2 separate regions of the Mus musculus genome follow, and region 2 is linked to region 1. The links are chromatin contacts, called in public HiChIP or PLAC-seq maps. All regions are on one chromosome and are shown on one strand. The core of a region is the stretch at or near the end of the contact, and the rest is flanking DNA. Distances in the headings are between cores, read along the strand shown. Region 1 overlaps Banf2os (a long non-coding RNA gene). Region 2 holds the start of Banf2os (a long non-coding RNA gene).

Region 1 (7,688 bases), core at 2,643-5,142:
TCGAAATGTAATTGGTCTCAGATAGCAGCCACTAAGGGTCAATTCCAGGGAATCCCTGTTATATGTCAGACCTCAGTCTATTTTCTTTCCACGTAGTAGAGGGTCCTTCCCATTGTCTGTCCTACTCCCTCCTTCCTTCCTTTCTTCCATTCTTCCTTTCTTTCTTCCTTTCTTTCTTCCTTTCTTTCTTTCTTTCTTCCTTTCTTTCTTTCTTTCTTTCTTTCTTTCTTTCTTTCTTTCCTTCCTTCCTCCCTCCCTCCCTCCCTCCCTCCTTCCCTCCTTCCTTCCTTTCTTTCTTTCTTTCTTTCTTTCTTTCTTTCTTTCTTTCTTTCTTTCTTTCTTTCTTTCCTTCCTTCCTCCCTCCCTCCCTCCCTCCTTCCCTCCTTCCTTCCTTCCTTTCTTTCTTTCTTTCTTTCTTTCTTTCTTTCTTTCTTTCTTTCTTTCTTTCCTTCCTTCCTCCCTCCCTCCCTCCCTCCTTCCCTCCTTCCTTCCTTTCTTTCTTTCTTTCTTTCTTTCTTTCTTTCTTTCTTTCTTTCTTTCTTTACTTTATATCCTGATCACAGCCCTCCTCCTCCTCCCAGTTCTTCCCTCACACAACCCCTCCTCCATGCCCCCTCCCCTTCCTCCCGGCTTCTTGAACTTTGGCCTGTAGGAACAAACAAGTGACTGGGGTCAGGAGTCACTGTGTTGAATTTTCTACCCCACCCTTCACCCTAATCTCTGTTCCAGGCCTTTGTGGAAGCTGCTGGGCAAGAAAAGTGATGACAAATGTAGTAGCCTCTCTCTGAGTTCCCCAAGCCACAGCACTGGACAGAGTGCAGCATCAGTTTATGGATCTTAGCAATTGGACCACATTGATTATCAGTGGACACATGCCACTTAAACCAGTATGTGTGGAGTGGGAAGCTGAAAGATCCCGCCTACACCGAATCTCTCAGGAGGGTTTCAAACTATCCTACGACCCTAAGGGAGCCTGCAGTCAGGTGAAGTGTGAACACACCCTATGAATACTTGTAAGCCGGAGTGTATGGTAAGAGAAGGAGAGACCTGTTCTCTCACACTACAGCTGAGTGGAGGAAGGTGTGGGCACCCAATCACACACACTCTTACATACTCATGATCGATGCAGAGAGAGGTGGCTCAGTGGGTACAACACTGCCTGTCAATCGTGAGGACCAGAGTTGAGAGTCCTGGAACCTACCTGAAACCTGGACTTGTGTGCTGGTGGCAGCCTGTGATCTCCAAACTGGGGAGGATGAGACAAGAGGATCCCTAGAGCAAGCTGGCTAGCTAGACTAGCTAGCTGCAATGGGCAAGCTCTGGGTTCACAGAGATCCTGCCTCCTCTGAAGTCAAGTGGAGATGGAGTCAAGAGGACACCTGACATCAATTTGGGCTTCTATACAGCTGGTCGCATATGTGTGCTTATGTGAACCTGTACATATACACATATGTACCCACACAGGTATGAACACGCATGCACACGTGCATCAAAATGATACACACATAAACGAATACTCAGGACATTTGCGGCACTTCAGGCCAGACCAAGAGAGCCTTGAGATTAGAAGCTGTCAAGATCCCCCTATGAGACTACTGTGGCCTTGAAAACCCCTGACTCTGGTTCCTGCCCTCTTAATCCTGTAGGATATGTGACCACAGAGTTGTGGCTGGTGGAGGATCATTTGCCTGGAGCCTTCTCCAGGACCATCATAAGCCATGTTGTTCTGTGTATGGAACTTCACGTGCCCACAGCTAGCCTGTCCACACCCTTCCTGGAGTCCTCTCCTCCCTTTGCAACCCCCCTTTTCTGGATTCCTCGATGTACCTCTTAAAACAACAACAACAACAACAGTCACCCACACGTGCCACTAGAGGTCTGTCTGGCTTGAGGGGAGCTCGTGCCACAGAACTGGGAAGCAGCTGGTATCATGTATCAGGGAGAGGACTGTGGTCAACTGGGCACCCACATGCCTGAAAAAGGTAGCAGCTGCCACTCAGCTTCCAGCTGCTGGTTGCCATGGTGCCCTCTCCTTCATTTTTTTTCAAGAATTGCTAGAGAGCTAGATTTTCACACCACGTCGTCTCCCAACTTCAGAATGCTGTAACAAATGAAAGGGAAGGAGGAGGAAGGGGAGGGGGAGAGGAAGGAGGAAGATGAGGAGGAAAAGGAGAAGGAGGTGGAAGAGAAGGGGGAGGAAACTGTTCAGGTTACAGAAGCATGCCAGAGGCTGTAATCTTACAGACTACACATTAGCCACTCACAGTGAGTTAAAGCCAGTGGAGAGTGGAGGGTGGAGGGAGCTGTCTGCAAGGTGTGACCCTTAAGTGGCACTTTGAGAGGTGATAACCAGGAGATGGGGGGGGGGTAACGGAAAGGATTGCCGGAAAAGGACGGGAAACTGGCCAGGGCGTGGAAAATAAGGACAGAGTTTGGAGTTTTGGGGCTGGGCTCACCAAGGAGGATGGTGACATCAGATCTCTTGTTCTCTGGCAAGCGCACCTCTCCAACCCTTACTGTCATGGCTTCCCTGATTTCTGGGTTCTGGGAAGCCCCTCTCCAGGCCCTGTCTTCAGATCCCCATTATAACCCCAGCATGAGCTGTCTGTGTCATGCCTTACATGCCAAGAGTTTTAAAACGAAGACATGATCCTTAGTGTAAATGAAAACTGAGACGTACGCTACTATGTGTCTCCCAGAATGACTTGAAACTGGAAAGCCCAGGCTAGAGAGAATCAGCGAAGACACAGACATGCAAGGAGCTCAGACATGGCTGTCCAGAGGCTGACCACGTTGGGAATCTGTCTGGCTAGCTAAGTAAAGCCGAGAACATATGGGTCCTGTCACCCAGCAACCATACTCCAAGGACACCCAAGGGAGCTGGGTAGACCAAGAGACACAAAAGAATGCCCTGTCCAGACAGCCATTGTAATGACCAATAAGTAAGTTAACCTATTCCTGAAGTGGAATACGGCCCAGCCACAAAAAGCCAAAACCAACCAAACAAAACCCGGAACTGTTGCTACTGCAATAACATGCCTCACACTGAGAGAAGCCAGACACGGGAGAACACATGAGCCCCAAGTTCAAGAGCAGTCTAGCCCAGTCTCAGCTGCTGCGTGTCAGCATAGTGTGGGAAGCAGACTCTGAGAGGGGTCTATGAGGACGTGGGTGGCCAGGGGTAGTCTGTTGATCTAAACAGAGCTTACCTGGATGTGTCGCCCCTAGACTGATACCCCGGGGAGTGATTGCTTCTGGAAACTCATCGAACTACTGAGGAGTCCTGTGCTTTCTGTGTGAACATTAGAATTTTTTTTTTTTGGTCTCGTTTTGTTTATAAAGACCATATTGCATAGCTTAGCCACCACATACACATCTTCAGAGAAGATTTAGAGAACACATTTGGGCTCTAACAGCCATTTCCCCCCAAAAGAATTCCAGGATATTCCAGTCAGAAGTTAGGAGGCTGAATCTCTGAGGCCAATCTCGGTGGGAACCATATTTTATAGACCTTATGGGGGAGGGCAAGGCACTGGCTGTGCGGGGTAGGGCAGGGGTGTGCGGGCTGCGGGTGGGAGCGGGGCGTGGACCCGGTGAGGGAGGAATGCAGTGTGAGTTTGTGATTCAGATGAGCGCTGAGCTTGTTTTTTTTTTTTTTTTTTTTTTTTTGGTGCAGATTTGACCCTGAGACCATTCATTGTGGGACTTTGTTCATCGACTTGTGGGCACTTTAAAAACATGACCATATTGGGCTTGGGAATTTGCTCCTCAGCTACAGTAGAAAGTCCAGGGGCTTGGGCGGAAGTGTGGTACAATGGGGAGGCTCCACAGGGACTCCCTGCGGTGCCTGGCTGGGCCAGGGAAGGGATTTCCCTGCGTCTGCTGAGACCTGCCTTTCCGGTCCCCAGGCCTGTGTTTGCAGCACAGCCTCTTCCAGAGGCTACTGCCTTCCAAGGACTGTGGGCAGCCGTCCTTGTCCACAAGGCCAGGGGAGCCAGCACGGGGAGGTCCCAGGGAGACGGATGCCCTGGTGGGTTCCCCTCCCCGAGAACCCAGGAAGCATCTGCACCCCTTCCAGAAGCCGACCTTTGTTCTCCCGGGTCACAGACTGGCTTATCTGGCAGGGTTTGCCTAGTCCAAGTTTCATTAAGGAGCAGGACAAACAACTCCAAAGGAAGCTGCCTCCCAGTTTACTTCAGAGTCAGGAAAAAAAGAGAACTGATGGGGAGCTGGTAGGAGACGCTCACAGTGGCTGTGGGTGGCAGGGTGGGCTCCAATTTTCTAAGAGTAGCATTTAGTGCCCGCAGTGGATTTGATTCAACGCTTACTTCTTGTGTGCCTACTCATGCCAGGCACGGGGCCAGGCTCTACTGATTAATTGTAGTGGACCAGAATAATAAAAATAAGTGAATGGTGTGGTTGATTGGAAGGTGATAAATGCTAAGGAGAAAAAAGTAACAGCGCAGCTGCCAAGGAAGGAGATGAGACTGGAGGGCCTGTTTTTAATGTAAGGACCATGGCAGAGGTGAGTAAGCAGGTAAAGTTAAAAGGGAAGGGACGGGTCAGGGGACAGGGGACAGGGGAGCAGCCTGTGAGGATGCCCAGCAGGCTCAGTACCAACAGTGGGTCTGCTGAGTTGGGGACAGGGAGGCCCAGTTTGCGCTGGAACAGAGTTGGTGTGGCAGCCCGCTAATAAATTAGGCTTTTCTGTGGTGAGTGGCACGGGTTAGAACTTTCCGGAGAAAAGAAAATAGCAGAGTCAAAAGTTTTAAATCTCAAACTCTCTGTCTTCATAAAATACACTCGAGTCAGTTTCTAGGCACCTTCCCGAAGGAAGAACAGGACAGGCGACTGAAATAAACATTAAAAGCTGCTTGCCAAAGCTTTGCTCATAATGGCAACCCCCGCCCCAGTACCTCTCAGTAAGCGCGGGAGGTTCAAGTGAACATGGGGTGCACACACTGTGCTGTTGTACAGTCGGCTCCCGATGTCCGAGGGCTGGGGGTGCATAGGTTCCCACAGCCACGCGTTGTTGGCCAGACTGCGTCTGCACAGAGCATGGGCAACTTTACGCCACTGACCGACTTCTTTAGGGGCCGGTACAGGGGCAGGGCACTGTCCTGACATTGCTGTTCCATCTGGAGAGGCTCTAATGTGCACAGGAGGGGCACATCAGTGTGCGCAAATACTAAACCAACTCACAAAGGGCCCCGAGAGCTCAGGCTCCGTCCATAGAGAGGCGACCAAGATACAAATGTACAGAACTGTTCAAACTGCCCTTTCCCTCTGCGCCCTTTTCTACTGAGGCATTTACCCTACAGCCCGGTGCATGCGGGGCAAGACCCCACGCTGTATAATTAACCACTTCTTCGCGGTTTATTTCTTTTAATATATTTATTATTTATTTATTTGTATGTGAGTAAGGGTGTGGGGGTGTGGGCTTGGGGGCCCTGTGGCATGCATGAGAAGGCAGAGGACAGCTTGCGGGCAGTTAGTAGGCTTCTGTTTCTCATTCTGTGGGTTTTGAGGATTGAACTCGGGTTGTCAGGTTGGGTGGCAAGTGCCCTTACCCAGTGATCCATCTCATCAACCCCCACGTTTTTTGTTTTGAGACAGGGTCTTGTTCCATTGACCAGACTGGCCTTGAACTTGTGATTCTCCTGCCTCAGCCTCTCCAGAAGCTGGGATTTATAAGTCTGTACTACTTTTCGAGGATTTAATGATGGGAGGAAAATATTTAAAATATGTAAATGTTTAAGCCGAGATAATGCCTCCTCCCTGTAATTTCTACTTGTTTTGTAAAATGCATATACACACATGCTCCCACACAGATGGATCTTGGAAACATGATGCTTAGGGAAAGAAGCCAGAAGGCAGAAGCCATGTAACACATGATTCCGTGCATACGAAGTACCTAAAACAGACAAATCTATAGAGACAGATAGCAGAGGAGTGGTTTCTAAGGGTGGGGGTGGGGCGCTGTGGGAAGGGAGTGGGTGATTAGAGCATTCTGAAATCAGATTCTAATGAGGCCTATGACTCCGATAGACTAAAGCACAAAGGAGTTTAATGTTATATGAATTTTATTCTAGTAAAACTGTCCTTGAAAATGCACATGAGGGCTAGCAAGATGGCTCACTACATAAAGGACTTGCTGCCAAGACTGCCAATCAGAGTTCAATCCAAGACCCACATGGTGGTGAGAGAGAAGCAAACCCCACAAGTTATCCTCTGACTGTCACACATATGCTGTGCCATGCCTGTGTGGTGTCCATCAATAAATAAATAAGTACAATTTAATTTAAAGAAATGCATTGGAAAATGTGTGGAAAGAAACATAAGTCATTGATAACGGGAATGTTTTTAGTTCTTGATCTTTAGTGCATCCTACTTTCTAGTTTCTACAATGAGAATGCATTGGTTTTTCCCTCTTACCCAAACACATGCTTCTAGAACATTATGCATTATAGTGCATAACAAGGTCAAGGGGGCAAGCACTGCCTGAAGCAAAGCCTCCTTGTGGATGGCCTGGGATTCTTCCAACTCTGGCCCCCAAGATGGAGTCATGTGGAATATGTCTTAAACACCACCCCATCACGATACCAAAATACCAGAGGCAGTCAACTAATAAAGAGAAGACACTCATTTTCACAGTCTAGAGACTGCCAGTCCATTACTATTGGGCAGATTACTATTGGCCTGTGGTACACTGGTATTATCGTGGCAAGAGCATGGTGGAGCTAAACTGCTCACTTTGAAGATAGGAAGCAGAGAAAGTGGAAGGGGTCAGGATGCTACAGGTATTACAATTATACTCCCAGGAACCCAAGATTCTTCCTTCAGGTCCCACCACCTCCCAAAAGTACAGCTCTGGGGCCAAGTCTTTGACACATGGACCAGTGGGGAGATACTCTAGATACAAAGTACATCAGGATGTTTGTCCCAATTGTCCACCCTTCCTTTTCCCTTGGGCTTGGGTGAGGCCCTGTCATTAACCCTACAAATCTTTATTTTATCTTATTTAGTTTTTTTAAAAAATTAGATATTTTCTTTATTTACATTTCAAATGTTATCCCCTTTCCTAGTTTCCCCTCCAAAAATCCCCTATCCCCTCGCCCTCCCCCTGCTCCCCAACCCACCCACTCCCATTCCTGGCCCTGGCATTCCCCTATACTGGGGCATTGAACCTTCACAGGACCAAGGGCCTCTCCTCCCATTGACTAACTAGTCCATCCTCTGCTACATATGCAGCTAGAGCCATGAGTCCCACCATTTGTTTTCTTTGATTGGTGGTTTAGTCCCAGGGAACTCTGAGGGTACTGGTTAGTTCATATTGTTGTTCCTCCTATGAGGCTACAAACCCCTTCAGCTCCTTGGGTACTTTCTCTTGCTCCTTCATTGAGGACCCTGTGTTTCATCCAATAGATGGCTGTGAACATCCACTTCTGTATTTGTCAGGCACTGGCAGAGCCTATCAGGAGACAGTTATATCAGGCTCCTGTCAGCAAGCACTTGTTGGCATCCACAATAGTGTCTGGGTTTGGTAACTGTCTGTGGGATGGATCCTCAGATGGGGCAGGTCCTTCTTAGAAGGGGGAACAGAATACCCATGGGAGGAGATACAGAAACAAAGCATGAAGCAGAGACTGAAGGAAAGGCCATCCAGAGGCTGTTGGGGTTTTTAGGTA
Region 2 (7,688 bases), core at 2,202-4,701, 120 kb before region 1:
TGGTAGCTTCAGATGTCCTCATTTATCACCCTGCTTCTGTAGGTTGACTGGGTTTGACTGGGTGATGGGTTTTTTGTTGCGGGGTGGGTGGGGGGCATCCAACATGGGTATAGGTAGATTGTCTGGAGATAGAGGCATCTGTAGGCTCTACTGAACTGGTTGCCCAGAACAGCCAGGAGTTCAAGGTCGACAGGCAGGACAAGAGCCTGCTAAAGGATTCTTTTGGAATAGCACGGGGTTACCTCTACCACATTCTTGTAAAAGCAGTACTTTCAGGCTCTCTCAGCAGGAGACATGGAGAGATGAATCATGTAATGGTTTGAATATGAGAGGGCACCTTAAGCTCTTGTTCCTAGATAGTGGTCACAAATTCAAGATGCGGGGCCTAGCTGGAGGAGCTGGCTGATGAGGGCAGGTCCTACGAGCATATCTTGTCCTTAACCCCCTCCTATCTGTGTGTCTCTGTGCTGACTGATTGGCCTCTGTGAGCAGCTTTGCTCCTCAGAGTGCCCTACTTCACTACTGGCCCACAGCGATGGAGCAAGCTGGCCCTGGACTGACAGCAGGAGCCAAAGACTGTGCGGGAGAAGAACATCTGGACATCTGGATAGGACAGGTTTTTTTTGGGGGGGATGGGGGGCTCAGGGCCAGGATGCGAAACCTGGTCAGTATGTTTTGAGAAATCCTAATTGTAACCTCCAGTTTTCCTCTACCGAAGACAAATAAAGAAGACTGGTCGTTTCTGGAGGATTGGAGGATGACCTGAAGATAGTGAAAAACAAGGCTGGTTTACTAGGATCCAGTAGTGTTTAAGTCCAGACTGATGTGACCTCAAGTGATTGACAACCTTGATAGGGACTTGGAAAGCTCAGAGCAGCATCACTTAGTATGTTTGGGATCATTAGCAACAACCCAGAGGGGCTGGCGAGGTGGCCCAGCAGTAAAGGTGCTTGCCTTTGCCACCCCGGTCGACGGTTTGATCACTGGCAGGTACTGTGGAAGGAGAGGACTGATTCTCCAAAGCAGTCCTCTGACTTCCTTATGTGTGTTGTCAGGGCTAGCCTGGGCAACTCAGTGATTCCCTGTCTTGAAAGAAAAGGCAAAGTGAGGGTTTTGTGTGTGTGTGTGTGTCAGAGATAAGGGTCCTTGCCTAGCACAAGTGGGATTCCAGGGTCAATCTCCAGTATTGAAAACGAAAATAGTCTCTGGAGATACATCGGAGGATTGTGAGTTCAAAATGTATTCTAGATTACAAGATAGGCTGAAGATGCCAGTTAAAAGTGTCCTTGTAGGAGAGAGTCATGGAAACATACCTCATACGGGAGACAATGTGACAGGGCAGAGAGATTTGAAGGTACTACCCTTGGAGAGATGTGGCCACAAGCCAGGGAAAGCCAGAGACCACCAGAAGCAGCAAAGATTCTCCCTGGACAGACAGACTTTGGTCCCAGTACACTGATTTCACCTTCTTGGCCTCTATACCTGGGTTTGAAAATAAACGTGTGTGGCTTCAAGACTCCAACTTTGTGGCAACTTACAATAGTTCTCACCAGCAGAGATAAATCCACTTCAGACAGTGCTGGAGAACGGGTTGTAAAGTTAGTCTGGCAGACATTTAAACAAAGACTTAGCAAAATCCCCAAGTGCAACCATGAGTCTAGAGGACTCATGACAGATTGCACAAGTGTCATGAAGTGTTTGACATTAGGGAGTCTGTGTCAAGAGTTCAAGGAGTCTCTTGGGTGTTATGAGAAGCACTGGAGGGCTCAAGAGTTACCTCTGCAAAGACCCAAGGCTCAGTGACCTTTCAAGATGAAGATGGTTGAGAACCACCCCTCCCCCTATGACCTTAGCGATACAGCCTTGGAGGGACAAGAGGACACAATGGTGTTTGGATAGGTTGGCCTTTAAGGATGATGACTGTAAAATAAAACCATCAAGGAAGTTGGATTTTAAGGAGACATGACTTGTCATTTGAGGGTCTGGCCGGTCAGTACTTGGTGTGAAGTGGAACTCGGATATGGACTCAGAGCTGCAGGGTTTTTTTTTTTGTAAGAGGAACAGAATTTAGTGTTTGGTGGGAAGGCAATATCTGGGGAGGAATGGGCCTCAGGTACTCCAATTTGGCCAGAGCTGGCCTGCTTTGTTTAATTTTTTTAACAGCCTCTCTGGTTGTTAAATGAGTGACAGAAGAAAGGAAGATGAAGATGTCAGAACAATGCAGGGAGGTGCTGGGGGAGCAAGTGTGTAGGCACATGCCTCTCTATGTCCACTCTCTGTGAGCAGGGGCATCGCTGGGTCTTATTTCCAGAATATTAACCATATAATGTCATAAAACAAAGCATGCTGGGAAAGGGACCCAGGCCCTAAAGCAGATCAATTAGTTCTAATCACAGTCATCTATTTTGTTTGGGTGCCGCATGGGATGTATGCGGAGGTTGGAGGACAGCTTGCCAGCGTCAGATTTCTTCTTCCGTCAGTGGTTCATCCGGATTGGACCCAGATTGTCTCCCAAACTCCAGGAAATGTTGTTTAGGGTTTCTTAGCTTCTGCTGGTCAGGAACCTGGAATTAGTTTGTTTCAGTCCTGGCTCGGAGCTTGTGGACTGCAGGATGTAACCCTGTTCCCTACCACCTGCTCCACTCCCACCCCTTCCCACTCCCCCATCCAAGGCTCCACTGAGGTCATAGGATCATTTTCCAAAATGGCTCCTTCCACAGATGGTGAAGCCATGCTGACTGTGGGCAGGAAGTCTCCACTTTTCACTCTTAGACCTGTCTACGGAATGGTTGCCAACTCTCTCAAGAGAGTGATCCCAGAGACTGAGGCAGAAGCCACGGTGTCTTTTATGAGCAGGACCCTTTCTGCCGTTCCTACAACAGATTATACAGGCAAGCTCCATTCAGCATAGGAGGGAACGACCATGGGTCCCACTTCCAGGAGGTATGGTGTACCCCTGAAGGCTGGCAGTCTGCAGAGCAGCGGAAACGGGCTGTCACGTGGCTCGAGGATCGGGATGAACAGGAGCTGGCTGTACTGACTGACTGAAATCTGCTCCGGCCAGGTAGGCCAAGTTCTGTCTCCAGTTAAGGGGTGGAGCGAGCCTGTCTTTCCTCCACGATGCCCATGTAGCTTCTGCCCACTCTGGCAGGGAATGGAGGCCTCCTTTGGGCACTGCTGGATCCTGTTACACTGTCACCGAGAAAGACAAGAACTGTGGGGCTTGTGGCAGGAGACAATGGCCTCCATTGAGGAATTATGACGCAAAGGAACCAGCAAGCCCACAGCCACCATTCAGGAAACAATAGGTGTTTCAAGAGGACCCAGGGGATGCTCCCAGGAGAGGCAAAGATGCACATCACCAGGCCTGGCATTCCCTCCCCTCTCTCAGGTCTCCGACACTGTGCCAAGAGAAAAATCTCTCCTGGATCTGTCTGCAAAGGTCAGTTGTTAACAAAAATCTTAGAAATCTGGCTTCTCACCTTCATGCAGTCTGCCCTTGCTCGGTACGGGATGGTGCTTTTCTGATTCATTTCCCAAGTCTATTAAAGGCAGCACCTATGTGCTGGCACCAGGGGTATGTGGGGCAAAGTATGCAGAAAGATTTGAGGGTGCCTGTGATAGCTTTGTTTATTTCCACAGCTCCTGCCTTGACATCTCATGTCCAGCAGAGTACTGGGTGATGCCATATCTTAGGAACTTTATGTGAATCCAGCTGTTTGTCTGTCAGCCCCACCCCCCAGGATGGGTGGGGTGTTCTTTGTTCTTGGGCTTGAGCAGAGCTCCCAGCTGTACCCAGGGTCTGGCTGTATTGTTGCCTTATGTTGGTATGAGTGAAGATACAATTCTGCAATCATGTGTGACAGTCAGAACAGAGGGGGGGGGGAGGAAGCGCCCTTCTTGGAACCTTAGCTGGAAGCCACTTGCCAAGGTCTTTGCCTCTCAGGTTAGGTAGACCTGGGGATTCCTGATGGCAATATGGAGAAATGGCCTTTCTGGGAAGGCTTCTGTTGATCTGGGGCTCAAGGATCAGTTGCTCTAGAAGGCCACCTGGAGTGCCACCTGGAGATTCTGTGATGTCAGCTGTCCAGGTGAGCACAGGCAGCTATTCTGATCTGAGCTTAGCCACTTACGTAGGGAGTGACCTTTGCAAGGCAGCATGCGAGTCTTTGTGCAAGGGCTGGCTGGCATTTCTGTGGATGTATCCCCTCCCAGCTATCCTTTTGGGGAAACCTCCTGCTTTCTTCCCTCCTTTATATGCAGTCAGTGAGGACATTGCAGGACTGGGGGTGGAGCTGCAAGAAACACACAAACTGCCACTGTGCTCCATACCTTTATCTACTTGAATGTATGAGGCCAGAAACAGCAATGTGTCAGTGGACAAAAAGAACCCCATAATTAAAATCAAATTCTAATTGCTGGGTAAACTTTGCCTTTTGAAGGGAAATAGTTGATGATATTTGTAAAAGAATAATAAACCTGGAAAAATTGCTAGTCCCTGGCTCTACTCACCCGGTGATGTCTAATTGGAATGTGGACTCCCAGTGCATCTGTACTGGAGATGTCCCATTTGCACCTGGGCTTTGCCTGGTGCCTCATCTACTCAGCTTAGTGTCTTGGGATGCTGGATCCTAAAGCCTGCATCAGGGGTTCCTAGGATGTTGTTCTAGGTCCTCAAGATGTACCTAGAGGACAGGGAGAGAGAGTCAGGGTGTCTCCCTCCCCATAACCTTTTCCTTTTTGAGCCCCTGTCGTTTGGGTGCATCTCCTGCCCAAAGCCACATTTTCTGGCTGGGACCCTCTCTGTGGTGTCTTTTCTGAGTTCCTGTAATTGTTCCCTCACCTTTGGGAGGGTCCCCTACTGATGCTGGCCATAGGATGAGCTTTATATCGTCTTATAAACTGACCTGCATCTTTGTATATGGTCTCTATTAAACTCTTCTCAATTTGCCCAGGTGAGTGTGCTGTTTGCATTCCTCGTGCTGGTCCACTTGATATTCAAAGTCTTGTTTTGAACAGGGTCTTTTAACTCTCTGCAGTGTTCCTTTCTTTTTTCTTTCTCTCTCTCTTTCTTTCTTTTTTTCTTTTCTTTTCTTTCTTTTCTTTTCTTTTTTTTTTGAAGGCCCCAAGGAAAACTTGAAGCTGCACTGGAATGGCTGCTGTTTGAACTTGAAAGCCCAGAGCTGGCCTTTGGGGCAAGGGGCAGATTGGTTTTTGTGTCTTTCTTCAGAACAAAAATCAACTGGGTTTTAAAAGTCTCGTCCATGGGAATAACGGATAATGCTTTCATCCCCGAGAGGACCATCGCAGACTGCTCAGAATAAATTCACAGTTATTTTGAGAAGGGAAAGGAAGAGGAAGGTGAGGGGTATGGAAGGAAAATAAATTCTCTGTTACTGTTGTGAGTGAGCCTCAGATAGCCAGGTTGGCAGGGTGTGGTGGTGCACACCACAGAGGCAGGAACATCGCTGTGAATTCAAGGCTAGCCTGGTCTACATAGTGAGTCCAGGCCAGCCACGGCTAGATAGTGAGACGTTGTCTCAAACAACAAAACCATCAGATCAAAGAGTGTATGACAGCAACTTTCCTGCTTCCTGAGGGGTTCTGGGAGAAAGGTCCAGGGAAGTAAGTTATGCACCAAATCCCAGAGATAGTTATGAAGGTGAAGGGGCAAGCCAACGAAACAAACACCGGTAGCACGTCCGCCTTGAGGATGCTCACAGCGGAAGGATGTCAGCTGTGCTTAGACACATGGTGAGGAGAGTTTGAATGTGTCTGCTAAATTTATGCATTTGAAACAGTAAGCCTCAGGGTATCTGTGTTGGGAGTCTAGAACTCCGCCTCCATGGTTTAACAGAGCTTGGGGTGGGTTTGTTGTCTCCAGAGTGAGTTGTAAAATGAATTCAGCCCCCTTCTGTTCTTACCCTGTCACCCCCTTTCACCTTCTGCCATGGGCTGAGGCAGCAGTTTTAAAGCTTCTTGCTAGCTGTTACATGCTTGGGCTCCCTACCCTTCAGAATCATGAGTTAAAATGTCTGTCGTGTATAAATTACCCAGGTTCTCGAATTCTCTTATAGGGGCGGAAGACAGGCTAAGAGACAATAAAAGCTGCAGGGTAAGCATGAGCCCGTTTTGTGGAAAGTGAGTGGCCTGTGTCTATTTTGTATGTAAAATCCTGTCAGCTTGGGTGAGCCATATGAAGGCTATGTGAGAGGTTCACCAGAGATGTGGGACAAAAAGAAGCGGCCATGACACATGCCTTTGGGCTGCCTTCGGGCTTTATTGTTGTCAGGAGCCCAGAGCCTCTTGAACCCTGCCCCCCACCCCCTATCCTCATCTCTTCTCTGGGCCAGTATGAAGAGGAAATTAGTCATGTGACAGTCTAAGGCTGGTCAGCTCACGGTCATCACCCTCATTTTCCACATAGGCAAACGGAGCTGGGAGGACATGAGGTTGTCTGGGCCAACAACTGAAGAGTATCACTTGACTTGCATGAGGTAAAGGCGGGGAGTATTGGCTTAGTTCCATCAGACTGCCAACAGTGTGGGCCACATCAGGAGACAAGAACAACTCAGCATGCATTACTACACAGGCAATCTTTACCGAGGGACTGCTCCCAGCTGAGTGGGACCCAAGAGTCCTGGGACCCTCTTCCTGAAGGATGACTCATGGATGACTTCCAATACCTGGTCAGGAAGGAAGCCCGCAGAGATCACTGCATGGAGCCTCCACTGGACCTGTGTTGAGGGAGGAAGAAATGGGGTGTGTGTGGTGGATAACACTCTCCTCCACTTCACCTCATATCATGTCTCCTATTGGTTGGATCCAGTCCCAGAAGGAGGACTGGGAAGCTAGGCTCTGTCCCCTGGAATTGATGGCATAGTATCTGTCAGCCATGTCTCCCTCCTCCTCTGGCCCTTTCCTCTCACCCTTTCCCTTGCATGGGATCTACTCCCTTCTTTGCCCCATAAGGTGAGATTGAGTAGAGGAGAATGGTGACAGAGCCCCCAGAACGGTTTACAGTGCCTGAGTCACTGCCGCCTTATACTCAACAGGCACTTGACATACGTTTGCTGAAGGAAGTCAAAGAGGAGAGCCCAGACAGACAGAAGATGTGGAATGATGTGCTGCCCCAAAGCAGACTCTAGGATTGCTACTTTCTTGACTTTCACAAGCAAGGAAGGAAGCGGGAAGAGGGAGAGGAGAAACCGGTGGTGAGTGCTTCTGTGTTGGATACTAGTGTGGACACTTGGGGCTCCTCTACACTGTTGGAGTCATGGGAGGAGCCAGGCAGATACATCACCACAGCTCTGCTGAGGAGGGGAGGTTGCAGTATTTTCCTTTTGGATCCAGACCCTCCTCAGTGAGGTTTGTTCCAGTCTTCCTTGACTTATGGTCACTTGTGGGCTGGTCTTAGTATAGGCTGAGGGGTTTTGTGAAGCAAAACCTGCAGTGTGGGCATGGAAGCAAAGCCCCGTCTGACTGTCCACCAGAGCACAGGTAAACAGTGGAGAACCCTGGGCTGGGTAGGGCTATCAGTACCCAGGTACCTAACAGAGAAACAGTCTTCCCAACTGAGAACCACATACTGGGCAACTGCTGTGCTCATGAAGGCACATGACTTGCATCAACCCATGGCCCAGCGCGGGAGCCATTGCTATGGAGACAGATGTCCCTGGGGTCCTGTT

Evidence for each region. HiChIP or PLAC-seq counts read pairs in DNA pulled down with a chosen protein or histone mark.
Region 2: an H3K27ac HiChIP or PLAC-seq map of extraembryonic endoderm stem cells shows a contact between it and region 1, with 2.3 times the contacts expected there. The contact joins the promoter of Banf2os here to the enhancer-like site in region 1. A contact is called at or near these places in 10 of 484 Hi-C or Micro-C datasets (the AtT-20 cell line, B cells, the HL-1 cell line and 5 more) and 4 of 115 datasets of contacts at active chromatin or transcription factors (embryonic stem cells, extraembryonic endoderm stem cells, microglia and 1 more).

The regions. Positions count from the first base shown.
Region 1 is chr2:144,082,660-144,090,347 of GRCm38.p6, reverse strand. The region is part of intron 2 of Banf2os (a long non-coding RNA gene); the gene reads left to right. Among named protein-coding and RNA genes, the nearest start is that of Banf2, 53 kb to the right of the region's middle. Within about 2 kb of position 3,892, at least 61 of the 459 cell types and tissues checked have an H3K27ac peak or open chromatin away from gene starts, as enhancers often do. A contact at or near this core is called in embryonic stem cells, extraembryonic endoderm stem cells, granulosa cells and 3 more, where this site is marked.
Region 2 is chr2:144,203,623-144,211,310 of GRCm38.p6, reverse strand. Banf2os (a long non-coding RNA gene) reads left to right here and starts at 3,451. Exons shown (of 3, transcript XR_003953916.1): 1 at 3,451-7,214.